Linked DNA regions of Pan troglodytes: region 1 is linked to region 2. Evidence: chromatin contacts called from public HiChIP or PLAC-seq data. All regions are on one chromosome and are shown on one strand. The core of a region is the stretch at or near the end of the contact, and the rest is flanking DNA. Distances in the headings are between cores, read along the strand shown. Region 1 holds the start of CTSO (cathepsin O). Region 2 holds the start of GUCY1B1 (guanylate cyclase 1 soluble subunit beta 1).

Region 1 (2,700 bases), core at 156-2,655, 200 kb after region 2:
AGTACACATCTCGGTTTGGACAAAACGTAAGAGTGGACAGAATCAGGGAAGGCTGGCCTTCCTAAACATTGGAGCTTTCCAGGAGAGTCGGGGGAAAAGAGCACAGCTATGAAATCCTGTGAGAAATTCCAACAAACACCAGGAAAAAAGATACACTTCCTTGAGCAATATTACTCAACTCAGACTTACGTTTGATTCAGAATGAAAGAATTTTCTTTTCCAATAAATTAAATCATGATAACGGCATCTTTCATGAATTTAAAAATGTGTTAAATAGTATCAGCTATCTAGAACATAGTGAGGCGAACACTAAATCGGCATCCCTTGCAGTTTCCTTGGTTTCAGGAAAATCATTATTTGTGCTCAGCTAACTGGTCCCTTCCAGAGTTTTCATGCTAGACTCAAATCTAAGCATTTATTATAAATATTATAAAATATAAATTATATTATATTTCGTATAATAATATGAAAAGGAAATTAAATGTTTCTCTTTTCTTCAACTCAGTCTCCGCCAAGGCAGGAAGAACTTTTAAGGTGGTGCGTTAGTTTAAGGAGAATCATAAACCATCAGGATTCTTTAATCTGGCTAAAGGCAGGCTCTTTGTTTCTAACTTCTGATCACTAGCGCCCTCCTCGGGAAAAAAAAACACGACAGGTTTCTTCCACCAACAGGCTGCTCCCTGTTTCTGGTTCTCATAAAAAAGAAATAGAAGAGCTTTGGAAGCCAGTGGCAACGATCGAGGGGATTGCTAAAAGGGGGTGCTTCTTCCCACCAAGGACACTTTGGACGTATCTATGGATTTATTTGGGTGCGTCCCAAAAATCCATAGCGACAAATCTTTTCTGGAAAATCAAGTCTTTTGGTTAGCAAAGGCATGGGGGAGTGACACCATAGCACAAGGAGAGGGGAGAGAGAAGCTGGCTTTTGCACCCGCAGCTCAGGGCCCCAGACGCATCGCAGAGCCACGGGTGCCCACGAGCAGGGTCAGCTCTCGGGGGCCCTCTTCCGCAGCCCAGACCCGGGACAGGAAGTGAGGGAGCAGGGACAGATCCCGGGGAGGCGCGCGCTCGGTACCCGGAAGGCGGCGGCTTCACGCTCGCGGCTCCGCGGCCAGGTCGGGGTGAAGGGGGCGCGGGAGTCTGCATCGCCGCCGCCCCGGCACAGCAGCCACAGCAGCCACGGCAGCGCCCGCACGTCCATTGCGGCGCCCGGCTCCTCTGCCGCCCGCGCGGCCTGTTTTCTCTTTCGGTTCCTCGGCTCCTCCCAGCCTGGGCTCGAGGGGCGGAAGGAGCTGGGTTGAGTGCAGGATGCTGAGATTGACCCTTTTTTAGGTCCCCGGTGTTCTGCGACTGAAAATCCGGTCAGCTGGAGGCTACGGACCTCCTTGCTGAGGCTAGTTTTTTTGTTTTTGTTTTTGTTTTGGAAGAGTCAGGCACTTGACCACGTGCTTTCGAGGTTTCACTTCCATCCATTAGAAAAAAAGAAGCCTGAGAGTCATTCTTTTTGTGTGTGTGTTGAGATCAGGGCTCACTGCAGCCTTGACCTTCAGGTTCAAGTGATCCTCCTGCCTCAGCCTCCAGAGTACCTGGGACTACAGGCGCGTGCCACCACCCCAGGCTATTTTTGTATTTTTAGTAGAGATAGGATCTTGCCATATTGCCCAGGCCGGTCTCGAACTCCTGGACTCTAGTGATCCACCTGCCTTGGCCTCCCAAAATGCTCACAGGTGTGAGCCACCTGGCCTGCCCTGTGAGCCACCGGAACCTGCCTTTTTCCTTCTTGCCACAATCCCTAAGTTCAAGACCTAGTTCTGAAGTGATGTGGGCCAATACATAGAGTCATCCATTCAGCAGATGTTTATAAATTCGTAACAAAATTGTACAGATGTGAAAAGCGTACACAGTTTTTGGATCTATTATGGCAGTTTCAAAACTCTTGAAGCCTGTTTCTCCGTTTGCAAAGGAAGATAGAGCCAAGTACATAATTTGCAGGGTTCCGTGTAAACTGAAAATGAAGTTCCCTTGTTCATAAATTGTGAAGAATTTCAAGACGGCAACAGCAGAGCATTAACCCAAGCCATGGGCCTTCTAAGCACCCACTTCTGCACAGGTCACACACTCATGAACCTGGCTCTACCGAGCCTTTCTATTATAATCTATTCTGAACAAGGCTTCCATGTCTGTGAAATTCATATCATTACCCTTGTAGATTTTTAGAACTAACATCAGATTTATGTCTTTAGTTTTTACCTAGGTGCAGTGAGTTACAATATTCTCCAATGCAAACTTCGTAATAAAAATAAAAATAATGTTCCGAGTATTAAGAGGAAAGACACAAGAGTTTTTTATGTACGTTCATGATAAGATATATTGCTCTTGGCAAGTGTGGTGATAAAGATTTTATTTAAATCATAAGTTCACAGAACGATGTTCATGTTAACCTCAGCAGTTCTTTTGTACTTAGCCCTTTTTTGTAACTCATACAAGCACATACTTTTCTTTTTAAACTGAACTTTGCTTTCAGATCATAGTCCCTGTTTATTGACAACCTACTGAGTCAGGAAATTTAAATATAGGCAGTCATCTTTACTTTAGGATAATTGGTATTGTAAAAAAGCCCCTTGAACTAAACTCATTTCAGGAGCTCACATCAAGTATTTATTGAGTACCTGCTAAGTGTCAGGCATTCTTCTAGGTAAT
Region 2 (2,749 bases), core at 139-2,638:
TAATATGTGAATTCACTATATGCAAAGACATGGACTCAATCTAGATGTCCATCAGTGGTAGACTGGATAGAGAATGTGGTACATATATACCATGGAATACTATGCAGACATCAAAAATAATGAGATCATGTCCTTTGCAGCAACATGGACGGAGCTGGAGACCATTATCCTATGTAAATTAACAGAAACAGAAAACCAAATACCACATGTTCTCACTTGCAAGTGGGAGCTAAACACGGAGTACACATGAACACAAAGAAGGGAACAATGGCCACCAGGGCCTACTTGAGGATGGAAGGTGGGAAGAGGGTGAGGATCAAAAAACTATTTATTGGGTACCATGCTTAGTGCTTGGGTGACAAAGTAATCTGTACACCAAACCCCCAAGACATGTAATTGGCCTATATAACAAACCTGCATATGTACCCCTGAAACTAAAATAAAAGTTAAAAAAAATTCAGTTATGTAACAGTAAAGAAAATTCATCTGTGTAGAAAAATAATCAAAAGATACAGAAAGTTATAAAAAGTAAGAGTCATGGCCATTCCAGCCACTGGTTCTAATTACAGACCATAGCCATATCAACACTTCCTGTGTTTCCTCCCAAACTATTATTCTTACGGCAACATGTATGTGCCTGTGTTATTACCCACATAACACCTTACTGTATACTAACTCTAAAAAATGGAAAATGATTACATTCTTGTGGTGTTTTGTAAACCTGACAATACTTTTCTGCATCATCATTTTCTAGTCACCCTCCTGCTTTTTCATGGTTGTTTAATGTGCCATTTTAATGGTTCCAAATTAGTGGTTAATTGTTGTTAAATAATGATTAATGTTTTAATAGTTGTTTAAAACAAGGTGTTAGATTGTATGAAAGGCTGTAATCTATTTACTCATTCCACCATTAATGGAAATTTTTAAAGTAATTTGTTGTTTTGTTTGTTTGCTATATACCACTATTTCTGTATCAGTTTCCTTCATCATAGCTCTCTCGGTGCTGATGTCAGCACAATCTTATTGTTTTGACATTTTTCTCTAACCATATTGAGACTGTTCTCACAACAAAATATGCACATCTTAAAATACCATCTGGCTTCTCAGGTCCACTTGAGACTGGTGACCTCACTTTTGACCTTGCCCTAAAAGTCAACTGGAGTCCATATACCTCAGGTACAAACAGCTTTAATAAGCTGCCACTTCCTGTTCCTCTCATCTTCTCTCTATGGCAGGACTCAGAGCATTAACAAACCTAAGGGTCTGGTAGAATGTAAGCTGGAGGTAGAGTAGTTAAAGTCTGTGCATTTTGTACTGGTCATTTTCCAGTTCGTCTGTTGCTAAGAAACAGCAACAGAGGCCCGCTCTAGCGGGTTACAAATTCCCTGGAATTATGGCTCTCGGACATGGTGTAGGGAAAGGTGTCCCACAGGGATCAAGCCTAGAATATCGCTGGATCTTGTACAGTTTAGTAAAGGGCAGGACTGGATTTAACATAACGTCCACCAAACTACATTACTGAAAATTTTTGGTGCTTCACTCAACTAGTCTCATTGAGTAGAAGTGAAAATATGTTTTTCTCAATATTACCAGCTTTAAATTTGCCATAAACTGTTGTGGGACCAAGCCACAGAGGAAATGTTTATCTGCTAGACAAAGATAATCATGAGGATGCCAGCAACGGAGGATATTCCTTTTAAGGTCTGTCCATTGCAAAGTACACACGTACACGCTCACACAACAAACACGCCCTGTTCCCTTTTGCTTGTGTTAACCACTGAGGGCAGATCTCTGAATAATAATACATTTAGTGGGTCCACAAGAGCTGCATTTCCTCTGCTCCAGAATTCATGCAAGGAGCACGGCTGGGGCTTCTCCACTGTCATTGTTATGGCCTCAAATGAAGGCCTTGTCACCAGGTGGGGGCGGGAAGGCACTGGAGCGCAGCAGCATTGAGAGCATCCGAATTCCCTCCTCTGTCCCTGATTGGTTGAAGAACTGGGGAGCACCGACCAGCCCCCTGCGGCTCGACTCGCCATTGGCTGGGAAGAGGTGGCAATCAGGGCGGGCCAAGGCGGCTGTTCTCGCTCCAGCTCGATGCTGCCTCCCCGGCCCGGTTGCGCTGTAGCCGCTGCCGCCTCTGCCTGGGTCCCTTCGGCCGTACCTCTGCGTGGGGGCTGCCTCCCCGGCTCCCGGTGCAGACACCATGGTAAGTGCTCTCAGCCGGGTGCGGCCCGAACCTCACCCCTCCTCGGCCGGCCTGGCAGCGAGGGAACTGGCCGCGCAGCCGGAGCTTGGCTCGGGGGCCCTGGGAGCTCACTGCCGGCCACGGGAGCAGCCTCACTCCTTGCCCGCGCCCAGTCAGGGGAGGTGGGAACGCCGCGAGTCGTGGCGGGGGCGATCGGTGCCTTTGCTTCCCAGGCGGGTTTGCCGCTCCACACCGCAGCTTCCTGAGCTCGGGAAGGGGAGGTGCGGCGGAGGCGTGGGGTCTTCCCGGCTCTGGCCGGCCCCACCAGTGTGGGAGGCTGAGCGCCAGCGGCAGGGAAGGCTCCGGGTTCGCGTCCCCGCGCTGCTCCCGATGCCCAGCCTCTCCCGGAGCGGTGACAGGTGAGGAGGGTGGGAAGATAGCGTGGGGGTGGGGCGGATGGTGACGGGGAGAATCCACCAGGGATTGGGGGGTTGCGCCCCCACGATCCGACCCTTTAGTGCATAGTACCCCTAAGGGAGAGGAGTCAGGGGCGGGGTGAAA

What was found. HiChIP or PLAC-seq counts read pairs in DNA pulled down with a chosen protein or histone mark.
Region 1: an H3K4me3 HiChIP or PLAC-seq map of stem cell-derived excitatory neurons shows a contact between it and region 2, with 2.5 times the contacts expected there. The contact joins the promoter of CTSO here to the promoter of GUCY1B1 in region 2. A contact is called at or near these places in 1 of 7 Hi-C or Micro-C datasets (stem cell-derived neural progenitor cells) and 1 of 1 datasets of contacts at active chromatin or transcription factors (stem cell-derived excitatory neurons).

Annotation. Positions count from the first base shown.
Region 1 is chr3:157,768,478-157,771,177 of NHGRI_mPanTro3-v2.0_pri, forward strand. It overlaps CTSO (cathepsin O), which reads right to left and starts at 1,406. Exons shown (of 8, transcript XM_517502.8): 1 at 1,076-1,406. The coding sequence starts at 1,201.
Region 2 is chr3:157,573,356-157,576,104 of NHGRI_mPanTro3-v2.0_pri, forward strand. It overlaps GUCY1B1 (guanylate cyclase 1 soluble subunit beta 1), which reads left to right and starts at 1,389. Exons shown (of 14, transcript XM_003310554.5): 1 at 1,389-2,209. The coding sequence starts at 2,207.